5 separate regions of the Mus musculus genome follow, and regions 1, 2, 3 and 4 are each linked to region 5. The links are chromatin contacts, called in public promoter capture Hi-C maps. All regions are on one chromosome and are shown on one strand. Each heading gives the region's core, a stretch centred on a gene start, on an enhancer-like site or on the middle of the called end of the contact. The rest is flanking DNA. Distances are from core to core; before and after follow the strand shown.

Region 1 (2,887 bases), core at 80-2,579, 1.3 Mb before region 5:
CAGGAAACCGAGGCAGGAGGATGAAACTTTGTGGTCAGCCTGGGCAATGAAGCCCAACTCAAAATAAAAAGCCACAGGTGTTACTCAGTGGCAGACCAATGCCCTAGGCACACGTCCCCAAGTAACTTAATAATGAGTATAGGAATAATGTTTATACTTGTATTTCCTGTTGGTCGTTAAAAAAACAATACAAACAAAATATTTGCCAAGCAGAAACGCTGCAAATATATAAAAAGCCTTTAGATTTGAAATACATTAGCATATACTTCATAACATACAATCTTCACTTGAGCATCACACAGGTTACACCTAAAATGCATTCAGCACTAACTAGATACACTTGATCCTGACTCTAAGAAAAGCTTTAATGTTTAGCACACCTTGAGATGGCTGCACACTGCATAAGCAAACTCTACAAACGCACCCAAACGCATCATTAAAGACTGTTCCTATGTCGACTTCACAAGAATTACTACAAGATCATCATGAACTTATTTATTCATCGCTTCCGTCACCATAAGAGATAAATAAGCTAAACTAAGGAAGACTACCTCCAGGACCCCACTCCCACTCCCACCCCTCACCCGCCGCCACCTGTGGCTCACTGCCCTCCTCTTCATCGCCACCATCTGCACAACTTTCTGAGATGCAGTGTGGACCCGGGACTCGCTGCAGCTAGCGCTATCCCATTATAACCCTGATGCAACAAAACCACCTGGAAGTAAACATAAGCAACATAAGCGAGCAAAGTTTAGGTTTAAGCAACACATAAAACCAGAAACCGAGCACTCCCAGCAGAGAATCTACATGTTGCCTGGCTATCGGATCTTCGGAAAGAGGCAGGACTGAGTCACAGGGTCTAGCCCTCACCCAGACAACCCCAGACAACCCCAAAGCAGGATCCAGCGGCGAGCCTACCTGCCTGAGCTCACTCAGCCTGAACCCATCGCGACCCAGGCAGCTCGGCCCGGGCGGGGGCGCGGTCGGGAAGGGGGACGCGAGACCGTCCGGCCCCCAGCTCCAGACTGCGGTCTCCGGAGCCGCGCCTCGGGCTGCTGGACAGCGCCCACGCCCGCGCGCCCCTGCCCGGGCTCGCCCGCATCCCGGAACTCCCGGGCACGAGCGGCGCGAGGCCGGCGCCGGGGCCCAGCCGCACCGTGCAGACGCGCGCTGAGGTACCTGTGGCAGCGAGGCAGCTCCCGGGCGGCGGCGACCGAGCGGCGGAGAACGGCCTGCGCGCTCCTGGCCCGCGGTCCGGTGTTTGGAGCCCGCCCTCTCCCTCCCGGCCGCCCGGCGCCCGCGCAGCTCCCCGCCCCTTCACCTCTCAACTCCTACCTTTCCCCTCCCGCTCCGCCGCCCTCCACACGTGCTCCCGGCGGCGTGCGCATGCGTAGTCTGGCACTGCCAACGGCTCGGGTTCGCCCCCTGGTGGTCCCCTGCCACACAACTGCGAGAGGAAGTACTGGAGTTGCCTGTGGCCTGGAAAAAGGTGGCTAGTAGCACTTCAGAGTTTTGACAGCATCACTGTCCTGGGAAGTGATTGAGAACATGCACAAGAGCTCGTGTTCCATGCTTTATAGTGCCAAAGGATTAGAAGCGGGGCTGGGTGTATGGCTCAGTGGTAGAGAGCTTGCCTGAGACGCTAGGGGCCCTGGGTTTGATCCACAGCAGCATCAAAAAGAAAAACAAACCAGGGAATTAGAAGCAACTGAGCTAAATAGCAAGTGTATTCAGTTGATGAACTAGGTATAGGAGCCTCCAACACCAAGGATGTTAAATGAGCACTTATAATGAAAGCTAGTTCAAAACCAAGCTGGTGTTAGGATTCCATTTTTGTTAAAAATACAATGCATAGGGTAAAGTGGAAGATATATACTCAGTGTTTATTCCCACGTAGAGGAACTATGGGTGTCTGAGTCTCTTCCACCTTCTGAACTGCCACCAGTCGACTTGCACATGTAACGGATTATGCTGAGTGACTGCTCTGGTAAATGCTGAGTTAAGCATATGGTGTGTGTTCTCTCATTTGGCCTTGGGGAAAGTGAGGTTCCAGACACTCAGCAACAGCACCAACCCTGGTTGCTATGTTTCCATTTGTCCTCAGGCCTGCCTGTGGAGAGATCTCAACCACACTACCAATGTCTTGACTCTCTGAGTGTCACAGGTCAGAGTGGCCACCTGCCCCCATCTTGCTACCTTAAACATACTTCTTTCGTGTCACTCTTGCTCACCCCCAAGGCATACTAAGGTAGAACAGACCCTGTACCTGCCCTCAAGGGCACCAGTGGTGGGGGAAGAGAAAATATAAGTATAGTCACCGTGCAAAACAAATCAGAGGTGGCCACTTCAGCCTTTGGAATAGGGTTATTCTATAAAGCAGGTTTCTGGTAGAGATGTAACTCAGTTGATATACTGCTTGCCCAGCCTTGAATATGAGCCTTAACCCCCAGCAAACTGGCAGTGGTGGTGAAAGACTCCCCAGAGGAGCCTCTCGCTCAGGCCTCAGGATAATAGCAGACACCCAAGAACTCACGATAGACCAAGCTTGATGCAAACCACATGAGGCTTTATTCGGGGAAAGCCAGAGCTCTGGGGATGACTCATATCCCACGCAGGGTTAGAGGAGTCGACCTCGAGGGGAAAGAGGTCCCAGTTTTTATAGGCCCTCAGGGGGGAAAGGAGAAGGGGAGAGTGGGGGGATTTCCAGATCTAAACAATTCTCAAGAAATGGGTATGGGAGGGGTACAAGGAAAGAGTCTGGTGCAGGGGCAGCAACTCAGGATTGGCCCGGTTGTGGTTGCTGGGGAGATTTTCTGACTCTTTCTCAGCAACCAATATCACAAACACCTGGCAGTGGGCTTCATCAGTGGGCACACACATGGGTTCA
Region 2 (2,923 bases), core at 324-2,823, 1.1 Mb before region 5:
CAGCCCTGATTTTGTATCACACATTTAACCACCGCATTCCCAGGGAATGAGATAGATGCCAAAACCAGCCTCTTGGTTAGAAAAGCAGCATACACACAATACCAACACAATCAGCCACACTGACCCACCCTAGCTGTCTGACTTCACTTCTTCCTGCAGGGCCCAAGCTGCCCAGAGTAGGGCAACCCCCGCCAATATCTGACAGCCTCCTCAGTGGAGACTCGGGATCTCCTTCCCCACTTCCCTCACCACCTACCAAGAACTCTCATTTAGACATGGCTTCAGCCTGCAAACTACACCACCAGTTCATAGGTTATTGGGAGAGGAAAGAATAAAAAAGTGAGACAGCAGCTACTCAGGTACGATAAGTCGTGGGGACAAGGAGGACTGATCCTTGACTAACTTGAGGTGAGGCAGCAAAAGGGCCTGGTACCACCAAATGGTGGCTTCCACCCCGTGGGGTCAAGGAGTGGTTTAGGTTCCAGGGATTCAGTCGGTGCTGGTCTCCACGTGGAGTTCACCTTTACCAGTCCCTCCAGGTTGAGCCAGGGAAGAGAGGTTTGTCAGTTTCTTTTGGGTTTGGTCCAAAAAAACCAAACAGCCAAGGCTGGAATCCAGCTCCTCACCCCTAGATCCCACAGAGATCCCACTGGACTCCCGTCCCCGCCCAACTTTCTCCGTGGTGCAGTGGTGAAGTGGTGAGATAGTGAAGTTGGAGTTGGCCCAGAAAGGGGTGGAAGGAGGTGTAATGGCAGCGAGTGGGGCTGCTGCTGCCTTGAGCAAGCGAGGCAGGAGGGAGGGAGGCCTAAAGGGGCTGCCCAGCACCCAAGAGCTTACAAGTCTAGTAGACAGCCCGGGAAAAGGAGCCCAGGGCTCGAGACCCCAAGCTTGGGCCACCAGGGAAGTGGGGAGGCCGGGAGACAATGTCAGCCCCATGGTCGGTGCGGGCCCTGGCATTTGCCCGGAACGTCAGCCTGTAGGTCTCAATCTGCAGTGACACGTGAGGAGGGATGGGAGAGGGTAACAAGGGGGGGAGACAAGAGAGGGAACACAGGGGAGATGGAAGACGAGACCAGAATGTCATCATTAGATGCCTGGAAGATAAAAGGTTACTTTGTTAAAATTTAGGCCATACTCCAGTCATAAAACAAAGGAGCTTCAATTTTCAGCCAGTGACAGGGCCCCTGGCTGGCCCTTAGGCCAAGCCCAGCCACTTACTTGTCTCCTGGATCTGGCTGTCCAAGGTCTGGGGCTCCCTTTGGTCACCACCCCCTGACAGGGTGGTGTGGCCACTGAGGCCACTGGCTGAAGTAGGGGCGCCAGCGTCAGGCGCAGCCTCAGGGATGACTGGCTCCTCCCCAGCGGGGGGGCCTGGACACGGAAGGGCCTCACTGCCACCGCCCTCAGTCTACAATGAAACAGTGGGGGAGACAGTGAAGGGTCAGTTGGGGAGGGAGTGGAATGGGGTGATGGTGGTGAGTTTCCTGTATAGCCTTCCCACCCCGCACACCCCCCAGCAACCCAGCTCTATATCTGGCCTTTGCTTCTCTTCCCCCAACACTGACTCATCAGCCCAACACTGAGTTGCTGGGCTAATGCCACTCTTGGGAATCTCATTATGGAACTCTGTGACTCTCACCAAGATTGATACCAAATTAAAAATAGCTACAACAACAGTAACTCTAAAGAGCATATAGCAGAGGTCTACACTTGGCTGGAAAGTAGAGGTGCTCCTTGCCAGGCACACCCATTGCTTTGGAAGGGCTTTTGGTAACTAAGTAGGCTCCCTGCCTGCTCATCCGTGAAGTAAGGTCCCCTCACGGGAGAGCATCTTTTATGTGGACATCATTCTAGAGCCTGTGGACAGAGGAAGCAAAATAAGGTATTCAAAGAGGTGTGATCCAGGAACATTACGGGGAAACCTTGTGGAGCTCAACAGAAGGACATTGGACCTGCAGCATGGGTCAAGCATACAACAACAGTGGGAGCTTTTATGAGCTAGACTCATGTCCTGGAAAACCCACCAGGCAAGAGTAGAGACAGACATTGATGAAGTGAAAAAAAGTAATACAAAACTTGGCATAGAAAATCTGAGTGAGAATCTTAAGCTGCAATCACTTCCTGATGTCATGAACAAGACACCAAATCTGTAATGTCCCCTTTTAGACAAGACTGAAGGATGATATTCTCAAGTCCCAGAGGATCAAAACTCTAAGAGCAAAGAGCCCTAAAATGGTCTCTGAAGTGGAGTCAGACCTGGAACCAGAGGACAGGACAGGAAAGCAGCAGAATGGCCAGCACAGTGAGCAGGCACAGAGGGAAGGTCCCTGATCACTTTCCCTGAAAATCAGCAGCAGCTTCATGCCTGGGAGTCTGTAAACTGCAACCTGCATGGGCCTCCCCGGCTGCCCCGACACAGAATGAAGGATAAATGGGATCTTGGCACACAAAAGGTCTCACGGTACTGTGGAACGAGGTGGAAGGGAAGAGGAGGGAGGAGGAAAGAAGAGAGGGATCAAAGAGGAGAGGCCCAGCCAATGTCAGATATGGAAGAAGTTCGCCTGTACTCTCATGCTCTTCCAGAGTCTGGCCAGGACAGCCCCAGCAGCCCGTCCCTAGCAGCTGAAACTGACAGTCAAGGAATTGCAAGGCCCAGCTTGCTTGTCATTTGTGTTCCAACCTACATTCCCTCAGAAATGGATGGGATGGGCCCAATGAGGCAGGTCACAGCTCTCGGGGGCAGATTCTGCCACAAGCTGAGGTGGCTGGGGCTCTTTGACTCCCTTTGGACTAACAGTGGAAATGGAGACAGCAATGGCACGAAGAACATGTGACTCCTGAAGAAACTGAGGGGCGGTGACAGGCCCACTAAGCCCCACTCCAACTGCAACGGAGACACACTACTCTAGCTGCGTACTGGTGG
Region 3 (3,139 bases), core at 171-2,670, 1.3 Mb before region 5:
GATGACAGGTGTCCTCTTGCCTACCTGGCTTTGACGTGGGTTCTTGGAACCCAAATTCCACTTCTATACTTGGTGCCAAGCCCTATATCCACTGTTCTATCCCCTGGCCCAATTCTTGACAAGGCCTCTGATGACAAAGATCTCCCAGTGACTGTGGTTCAGACGGGACTCTTATCACAGCAATCGCTGGAAAGCCCTATGAAGATGGTCTCTGCATTGCCTAACTACCTGCTGTAGTTCTGTAAGTAACAGACAACATTGGGACCAAGGGCTGTCACACACCACCTCAATGCTGTACCAACCTAGGGAAAACCTGTCCAATGCCTCTGGGTTTCAGCTGTGTCCCTCTCCTCCCTCCCCCCAATATAAAATGCCAAATCACACTGCCTGGCCTTGAAACACATTTCCCACCCAAAGTGGTCACTTCCTGCTGTCACTCTGGACCTGGGAAATGCCCTAGCAACTAGAAAAGTAGTCAGAACTGGAGGTCTGAACAGTCAAGAACTGTTAGGCAAATAAAACCCAGAAGGATCGCAGGGCAGTGGTGGCACACGCCTTTGATCCCAGCACTTGGGAGGCAGAGACAGGCAGATTTCTTGAGTTCAAGGCCTAGCCTGGTCTACAGAGTGAGTTCCAGGACAGCCAGAGCTACACAGAGAAACCCTGTCTCAAAAAACAAAAAAAACAAATAAGCAACCAAACAACCAAAATCCACAAGATCTATTTAAAGCTTTCCATATGTGGTGTGTTTGCTGCAAATTACAGAATAAAACAGATATACTCCTGGGAGAGGTAACCCCTAAGTGAAAATGTGAAAGACATTTCGAGGTTCCATGGAGAGTGAGGAGGTTGGGAAAAACAGAGGGGATGGAATATGCTGAGGCCTTTTTGCAACCAGATATCATCAGAACTAGGAAGAGTGCAAGCAGTGTTCCGTGCAACCTGTAAAATGTTCCATGGTGGAAGGAGATTCAGGACAGATAAAAGGATCTCCTCTAGGGCCTGCTCTGCAACCATCTTTGGGCGCCAGTGTGGCACGGAGCACATGGTCCTGGGGCTGGAAGCGAACACGCAAGATAGTCCAGAAACCCATCTTCCAAAGGCCCAGGAATGCGACTGCAGCCTCGGCGAGCCCTCTCCAGACTACAACTCCCAGATGCCCTCGGTTTACGGCAGACGCGCCTACTCCACCGCGCAGCGTCCCGGATGCAATCCTGCACGCTCCCGGGACCTGCCCTCTTCCGGTCCGCACGACATCTTACCTGCTCGGTCTTGTCTGGGGTGGTGCTGAGAAGGTTGTTGAGTTCCGGAAACATCGTGAACTGGGATAAAAATTATGGTTCTACAGAAAGAATGAAGGTCCAAGAACAGCACCCACAAGACCGTGCTCGCGAGCGCGAGAAAGCGCGCATGCGTGATCTCGCTGCCGGACTCGAGTCAGCCAATCAGGCTTGGGGTTGTGATGCTGCTGCTGCTGCTGCGCAAGCGCGTGAGCACGTATGCTCGTAAAGCTGAGCCTTAGAGCGATCTCTCATTCGGGCAATGGACCATTGTGCTGCTCTCAGTAGGTGCGGGTCCACACAGTGCTGGTGCTCCCTCACGATTTAGCACGAGCAGGCGAGCTTTCTCTTTCCGTTGCTCCCCCTCCCTCCGCACCTCCGGGTCTTAGTTGCTCCACGTCTTCCTAGTGTATTGCTCACAAACTTGGGCTAGATACATGGAACACATAGAGAAATGTTTGCAGGATCTTCGCAAAAAGAGAGAACAAACCTTACTAGCACAGAATTACATCCTGAAGAGCTTTTTGTATAAAGCAGAAGCCAGGAGGCCAAAGAGATGGCTCAGGGAATAAACGCTCTTCTTCCTCCCTCTGAAGACCACCCACATTGGGTTGCTCTACTTGTAACTCCAGCTCCAGGGGACCCGACGCCCTCTTCTGGGCTCTGCAGCACATGCACACACAATATACACAAAAAAATTTAAGGGGACTCAGAAGATTTTAGAGGACCCTAATTTGATTCTCATTATCCACTTGGCAACTTATAACCCTCTGTAACTACAGTCCCAGGGAATCTGATAGCCTCTTCTGGCCTCCAAGGGTACCAAGCATAGAAGTGGTGCACCTATACATACCATCAAAACGTATGCATAGTTTTATTTTAAATAAGCAAGGCCCTCCTCGGCCTTCTGCTAAAACAATAAAAGAACAAAAAAGAAAAGTCAGAGGGATACAGGTCAGTTGAAGAGTTCTTTCCTAGCATCAAAAACAACATAAAAAGCATGCTGCCAACATCTGTGATCTCAGCTGTCAGGAGGCTTAGGCAGGAGGGTTGCCAGCAAGTCTGAGCTTTGTGAAACTACCTCTAAAAAATAAAAATAATGGAACTGGGCGTTATGGGGCACACCTTTAATCCTAGTGTTCAGGAGGCAGAGGCAGGCAGATCTCTGGCAGTATGAGGCCATCCTGGTCTACAAAGTGAATCCAGGCTAGCCAGGCGAACACAGAAACCCCATCTCGAAAAAACAAGCAAGCAAACAAACAAAAAAGAGGAGGAGGAGGAAGAAGAGGAAGAAAGAAATATAAGCTAGTGGTGGTGGCACATACCTTTAATTTCAGCACTTAAGAAACAGAAGCAGGGCTGGTGAGATGGCTCAGTGGGTAAGAGCACCCGACTGCTCTTCTGAAGGTCCAGAGTTCAAATCCCAGCAACCACATGGTGGCTCACAACCATCTATAACAAGATCTGACTCCCTCTTCTGGTGTGTCTGAAGACAGCTACAGTGTACTTACATATAATAATAAATAAATCTTTAAAAAAAAAAAAAGAAACAGAAGCAGTCAGATCTCTGAATTCGAGACCAGCCTGATCTACAGATCAAATTCTAGGACAGCCAGATCTATACAGAAAAACAAAAACAAAACAAAACAAAAACACAACAAATAAACAAGTAAATGAAATAATGAAATATACAGAGGTTATATACAGAAACATACAGTTATGTAAAAACAATGAAAAAAAATCGGCCATGAATGTGAAAGAGAGCCAGGAGAGGGATATGGAGGGAGAAACGGGAAGGGGGATGGTATAATTATAAACTCAAAAGGCATAATTAGAAAGGAATAAAAGGAAATACAACT
Region 4 (2,906 bases), core at 112-2,611, 1.1 Mb after region 5:
AGCTGTCTAGAGCTAGCCGGTGCTTTTTTTTTTTTTTTTTTCCACAAAAGTTCTCCTTCTATGTGAGATCATATAGCATTTTTATCCTCTCCAAGGTCAGTCTGGGGTTCCAACCAGAAGGCCTGGTGAAGCGAACCGTTTTCTGGATACCCACACACTCAGGCAAGAAGGCTGAGTGGAGCAGATAAAGCCCACCTCCCACCTCCAATAGACTTTGATTTCTGCAGCAAGTGCTCCTGGAAAAGCTGGTCCTGAGCCGTTATGCAAGGGAGGTGTCTGAGAACAGCTCCAGTGGTCTCTACAGGAACACTTTTTAGGCAGTTCCTCTAAGTGCTCCCAGGGCATGCAACTTTTCCTAGAAGCCTCTAGCAGAGCCTATGAACAAAATCACCAAGAACAAAAACAAACAAACAAACAAAAAGCTGATGCTGTCCCTCCTTCCAATGCGCCTCCCTCCTTCAGATTGCTCCTGAGAGAGGAGGGTCTTGCAAAAGCCCCTCCTTACTAGCTTCAAACAACCTTGATCTTTTTTCCTGTTCTAACAGCGCTTCAAATTTGATCTTGACCCCTTTGGTCCACTTGGGAGGACGACTCAGAAAGTCTGACAGTCAGGGCTCAATTGGGACTGTGATGTGGCTGCTTCAGCAGGATGCCTCCAGGATCTACAATGAGCCTAGTTCCTTGTCACCTCTAGAGGCCACTCCCCTTCCTGACAAAGGCTGCTCACAGTTCCCAAGCAAACTCTACCTAGAAAGGGTTGGCTCACCCTTTCAGACCTGCCTGCCTCGCTCCACCATCCTCCTTTTAAAGAGAACTCTGTGGGCCGAATATGTCCGAATTGGGGGTTGGTGTCTGCTGCCTATGGGACATTGCTCTCCCGGCCAAAGGATGAGTTCTCGCCTCATCTTTCTTAGTGCCTAGCTGGGACCAGCCGGCTAAAGGACCCCAAAGAGCCGCAGTACCCCTATCGGGGCAGTAGATGGCCGGGACACCCCCCCCCCCTAGTTTTCAAGCCCCTCCCTCTAAAGATGACAGCTTGCCCGCCTCTCGCCGCCCCCAGGCCACGTGGGTTAGCAGTCGAACTCACCTGTTTCTTGGGGAAACACAGGACCTACCGAGGGTACCAGTCACTGCCCTCTGCCAGACCCCTGGGGAGATATAAGTGTCCAGCAGTGCCTGGCCTCAGAGTGCAACTTCGCGGGGCTACCGCCCCTGGAGGATACAGACATGGCCACAGCGGAGGAACCGATCTCTCCTGCCGACCCTTAACCGGCCACCGGCGCAGGAAGACAGCTTTCACCGGCCTCTGGTGGCGGAGGCCCGGTTCCAGCCTCTTGGCCAGCCCCAGCCCGCCCCTGTGTGCATTGTGGGAAATGTAGTCCGTAACTCTCCGCAGCCTTAAAGCTGCGGGAGCGGTTCCGGGCTCCCGAGCCTGGCGATGCCAGAGGCGGGGTCTGACCTAGGACCCGGGTTGCCTCACCTGGCACCGCCTTCTTCCGTGTCTTAGAGGCGGGTCCTCTACCCTTCCCCCCAAACACCCACTAGATGTTTACTTTAAGGGACCAGAACGAACGTCAGTATTTCCCCACCGATCATGGAAAGATGATAAGTTTAGGGAGCTGGATAAATGCCACTAGTGAGCACAACCACATAGACTGTACAAGACGCGGACGTGTTGAAAAGACTCAAAAATTGTTGCTTAAAAAGACCTTAAGTCTGGTCACAGTATATTATTTTAAGGCAATAGAAAGCACAATTCTCAACAATTCACATAAACTGACCCGGGGAGCTTTTAAAAAAACATTAATGCCTGGACACTATCCTATAGATTTTTACTTAATGGGATGAATGTGAGGTACGAGGCATCGGAGTTGTTTGAAAAAGCTCCTGGGTGATTTCTAAGGGCAAGGAACCACTGCTTATAATTTCCTAGACACAAAGTAATAAAAACAGGAAAACAAGTTTTCCCAGCAGCCCTTATTTCTGGTGAATAGTTTGAAGAAGCAAAATTAGGGAATGGCTAGTATTACTTATATTTTATCTGAAGCAATTTGCTTACTTTTCAAGCTTCATGGTTAGTCATCCCAATAGTTCTGAGATAAAGGACAAAGTCAAAAACCTCTGACTTTTCCTTGCAGTTTGACAGGCTCCCTAAGGAGGTCGGAGAAGTTGGGGATCTCTCTCTTCTCTCTCTTCTCTTCTCTCTCTCTCTCTCTCTCTCTCTCTCTCTCTCTCTCTCTCTCCCTCCCTCCCTCCCTCTCTCCCATGCGAATTTGAAATCTGGCTCCATAATACTGGCATATGTGTGCTCTCTCTCTCTCTTTCTCTCTCTCTCTCCCTCCCTCCCTCTCTCCCATGCAAATTTGAAATCTGGCTCCATAATACTGGCATATGTGTGACTGACATGATGACAACCTGTGACCTTTTCCTGGAGATAGTTTCCACAGGGTTACCAGACCCTTAAATGCTGGGTAAGGGAAGCGTCCCATGTGAGAGGGAGTTCGTTCCTTTGCAGTGGAGACTGAGAAGGGGAGTGGAACTTCTCCAAGTCTCCATAGGTCTTTCAGGATTTCCTCTCTTTGCTTGCTCTGGCTTCCAGGTTCCTACCTTGAAGCAAATATAATTTATACAAGTTTTCCCTATATACTTCATTTCATATTATTTCACTATACGAGTCTAAAGTAAGAATTTTTGAGCAGGGCGGTGATGGCTCACCCCTTTAATCCCAGCACTTGGGAGGCAGAGGCAGGCAGATTTCTGAGTTCGAGGTCTTCTTTTGTGTGCATATGTATGTTCTGTGTTCATGTATGTGCAAATATGTATGGGAATATGTGCAGGGGTGTGTGTGCACATCTTACGTTGGGTGTTGTTCTAATCAGCTTCAGTTCTCAACTTGACACAGTGTC
Region 5 (2,956 bases), core at 296-2,795:
AAGTCCAGGTCCCTGCCCTTCTGTAACGGGGGCAGCCACCCTCTGGTCTGGACGGCTGTCCTAATAGACTGGCAAGGAGCTTCTGATTAATTCTTCCTTTTGGAAGCTGGCCAGGCTAAATCCACAGCCCCTGAGGACTCAGAATGTGTCTGTCTGCACAGCTATGGCTCCACCAGTACCCATACTGTGGTCAGAGCCACCACCCACAGGAACACAGTCTGCTTCTGAACTACTGCCATTCTAGGAGGACCCAAGTCATGATCATATAACACACGCCTTCCCCACTCCCAACCCCTCTCATTATGGTAATGGTCAAAGTCGTGGCCTCAGGCTGGCCTTGGCCACAGAAGCGTAGAGGACCCTCCCCTCCCTTATCACACACAGCAGCCTTTAGGAATGCACGGAGACCCTGGCACATCACACAACAGCCTGATCTCCATTTCCATATCTGCGCCACCAGTTGTACGAGATGTTCTCTGAGGTCTTTGCCAAGCTGCAAATTCATTACAATATTTGAGTTACTTATAAAACAATTTTTTTCTTTTCCCTGTCAATAAAAAATTACAGACTCGTTCAAGAACAAACAGAAAAGCCAAGGAAGTAGATGAGAACACTCAGGATCCCAGAAGAGGTAAGTCACTTCGCAATTCACAAATTCCAGCATAGTTCTTTGATGTTTGACTCTCCTGTGCAGTTATTTAACAGTGAACTCAAGTGGGTGCTTCCACATCCAGGGGCACAGATATAGGTCCATATGGTGTGCCGTTCCCACTGTCCAAATCTTGACAACTGTACTCCCCCAAAGTTCCTCTAAAACTTTGGCATTAAAACCAAGGGGTACCTGAGGACTACTAACTAGCCCATGGCTAGGCTTTCAAAAGTTCTCAGCTCAAAGAAGCCAACTGCCTTGTCTGGAGCTACACAACTCAGTTTCCAGCCAGACTTCCCGCTAGCCCACTCTGTGGCCAGGAGAGAGTAAAGAGCCACGGCCACAAACGAAGTCCTCTTCTATACACAGGCACTGGAAACAGCTCGGGTCGGTGCCTATCCACTGGGTCAGACCCAGTCTCCAACAGACTGAGATGTCCCCTCACATCTGTCCCCACTCCTGCTTCACCACACTTCTGCGGGCCACTGTCACGGTACCACGGTCACTCCCGCTCACCTGTTCTCAGCCTCTCACCTGTCCCCGACTCCGCCCACCAGTTACAATAGCCTCACCGGTGCCTGCTTCTCTACCAGTCTCCTGCCTTTTCACTCGAGACCCTCGTCTAGGCCGTCTACCCACCCATCAGGGTTCACCTTCTCTCTCTCCTTTAGGACCCCGGTCTTACCACCACGCTGGCTGGCGTGCAGAGCGGGCCTGCCATTGCTGTACGGCATCCAGATCTTCTTCAGGGGATTCTGGGTCAGTTCCCGTGGAGACGCCATCCCTGGGCTGGGATGAATCGGACTGCGCTGCTACTCACCCAGCAACCGGGCCACCTCGGGCCACCCGAGGTCCCGCCCCTCCGGCCCCGCCCACCCTCTAGCGGCTCCAACTCTTGTCAATCTTCTCGCAGGCCCGCCCCAGAACTAATAGGCTCCACCCAAACTAAAGAGGCACTGGCCTACGACTACGCATGCCCAATTTTACTATAGCTTCTTTTGGACTAAGCACGCCCCATCCGTCAAACCAGAGTTGATAACGCGCATGCTCAATACTAGCTACCTTTGACACCCGGATTATGCAGACCCCGCCCCGGATGTGAAGTTTACTGTACTCAACCAGATTGTTCTTATATGCATAGGCCCCACTCATGGTCCCGCCCAGGGTGCTGCAGCCCTGCCCCAAAGCTTGTGTGGCCTCTTACTCCCTTGAGAAATGTGACCTCACAGTCGCCTACTGAGAAGGGTACGGAGAAGCTGAGCAGGCCTGCGTGATCCTCAGAGCCGGATAGTCTGGACCAGCGTGGCACTTGTCCCTGAATGGCTCTAATGACTGACTTGCTGCCCTGGAAGTCAACCACCGCTGCGCCCTCCTGGACCTTCTTCGTTCCTCCTCGGTTGCTTTTAGCCTTGAAACTTCCCGGGTCCACAAGAACAACTTGTTCAACCACACAGAAAAAGTTCCCTTCTCTTAGGGACATAAACACAGAATACATCTCAAAATCGACCATGTTTTGGCCTGGCTGCTGGGGAATTTAGGCTAAATCTCTGAAATATATGAACAAGCTGTTTGGGGTCTCACTAAGCAGTATTCTGATTTTCTTCCCAGGATTTATATTTTACCAATTATAATTTTATTGCTGTTTGGTTTTTCTTTCTTTTGGGGGGGAGAAGAAGGGCTGGTTTCATGTTGCCAGGCTGTCCTGGAACTTAATGTGTAGCTGAGGATAACCTTGAACTTCTGCTCATCTTGCTTTCACCTTCCAAGCTCCAGTGTTTCCACAGAGTTTATGCAGGGAATCGAACCTAGAGAACCTAAGGCTTTGTGTATGCTAAGTAAGCTAACCCCAGCCCCAATTAGTGTTTTAATAATGAATTTTTTTTTTAACGAGCTTCTGTCTCTTCATCAGGAAAATGAGATGCAGACGTCATCAATTTTACAAGACTGTGGTACAGATTAAATGTGTCAGCCTCAGAAATCTGTTTAAAAACATGTGGGCGTTCTCATTCATTATATTACCTCCCTCTCTGCCTTTGAAAATGTACTGGGACAAGGGCCCAGGGCCAGGGCTGGCAGCTCAGGCTTAAGGGCTAAAGTGGTACCATATGAACGAATTCTCCAGCTGGGCGACCCCCAGTGAACATGACCCCTTAGAGGCCAGTGAGGGGTGGTGTTCGGAAGTCACTCTTCTGCGTTTGACCCCCACCAGTCTCCAGAAAGCTCAGGCCTCTTCTTTCTGCTCAGCCCCGCCTCTCCAAACTGTATATTTTCTGTGCAGGCCCCAGCAACAGGGTTTGAATCTCGATC

Evidence for each region. Promoter capture Hi-C pulls out the DNA fragments that hold promoters and counts their contacts.
Region 1: a contact with region 5 is called in a promoter capture Hi-C map of 3T3-L1-derived adipocytes, with 2.8 times the contacts expected there. The contact joins the promoter of Scap here to the promoter of Pfkfb4 in region 5. A contact is called at or near these places in 7 of 39 promoter capture datasets (the 3T3-L1 cell line, 3T3-L1-derived adipocytes, cranial neural crest and 3 more) and 1 of 9 other capture datasets (embryonic stem cells).
Region 2: a contact with region 5 is called in a promoter capture Hi-C map of HPC-7-derived erythroid cells, with 8 times the contacts expected there. The contact joins the enhancer-like site here to the promoter of Pfkfb4 in region 5. A contact is called at or near these places in 8 of 39 promoter capture datasets (the 3T3-L1 cell line, HPC-7-derived erythroid cells, cranial neural crest and 4 more), 1 of 15 datasets of contacts at CTCF or cohesin (large pre-B cells), 1 of 484 Hi-C or Micro-C datasets (pre-B cells), 1 of 115 datasets of contacts at active chromatin or transcription factors (astrocytes) and 1 of 9 other capture datasets (embryonic stem cells).
Region 3: a promoter capture Hi-C map of pre-B cells shows a contact between it and region 5, with 4 times the contacts expected there. The contact joins the promoter of Elp6 here to the promoter of Pfkfb4 in region 5. A contact is called at or near these places in 10 of 39 promoter capture datasets (the 3T3-L1 cell line, 3T3-L1-derived adipocytes, the C10 cell line and 7 more), 1 of 15 datasets of contacts at CTCF or cohesin (embryonic stem cells), 4 of 484 Hi-C or Micro-C datasets (the Ba/F3 cell line, CD4 T cells, embryonic stem cells and 1 more), 4 of 115 datasets of contacts at active chromatin or transcription factors (T-cell acute lymphoblastic leukemia, astrocytes and embryonic stem cells) and 1 of 9 other capture datasets (embryonic stem cells).
Region 4: a contact with region 5 is called in a promoter capture Hi-C map of pre-B cells, with 2.6 times the contacts expected there. The contact joins the promoter of Mon1a here to the promoter of Pfkfb4 in region 5. A contact is called at or near these places in 2 of 39 promoter capture datasets (liver and pre-B cells).

Annotation. Positions count from the first base shown.
Region 1 is chr9:110,331,798-110,334,684 of GRCm38.p6, reverse strand. Scap (SREBF chaperone) reads right to left here and starts at 1,329. Exons shown (of 23, transcript NM_001001144.3): 1 at 1,180-1,329.
Region 2 is chr9:110,079,906-110,082,828 of GRCm38.p6, reverse strand. It overlaps Map4 (microtubule-associated protein 4), which reads right to left. Exons shown (of 19, transcript NM_001205330.1): 18 at 1,219-1,408; 19 at 1-1,094. The coding sequence ends at 1,087. Among named protein-coding and RNA genes, the nearest start is that of Dhx30, 36 kb to the left of the region's middle. Within about 2 kb of position 1,573, at least 37 of the 459 cell types and tissues checked have an H3K27ac peak or open chromatin away from gene starts, as enhancers often do.
Region 3 is chr9:110,303,473-110,306,611 of GRCm38.p6, reverse strand. Elp6 (elongator acetyltransferase complex subunit 6) reads right to left here and starts at 1,420. Exons shown (of 7, transcript NM_001081381.1): 1 at 1,263-1,420. The coding sequence starts at 1,316.
Region 4 is chr9:107,886,584-107,889,489 of GRCm38.p6, reverse strand. Mon1a (MON1 homolog A, secretory traffciking associated) reads right to left here and starts at 1,361. Exons shown (of 6, transcript NM_028369.3): 1 at 1,088-1,361.
Region 5 is chr9:108,990,491-108,993,446 of GRCm38.p6, reverse strand. Pfkfb4 (6-phosphofructo-2-kinase/fructose-2,6-biphosphatase 4) reads right to left here and starts at 1,545. Exons shown (of 14, transcript NM_173019.5): 1 at 1,335-1,545. The coding sequence starts at 1,431.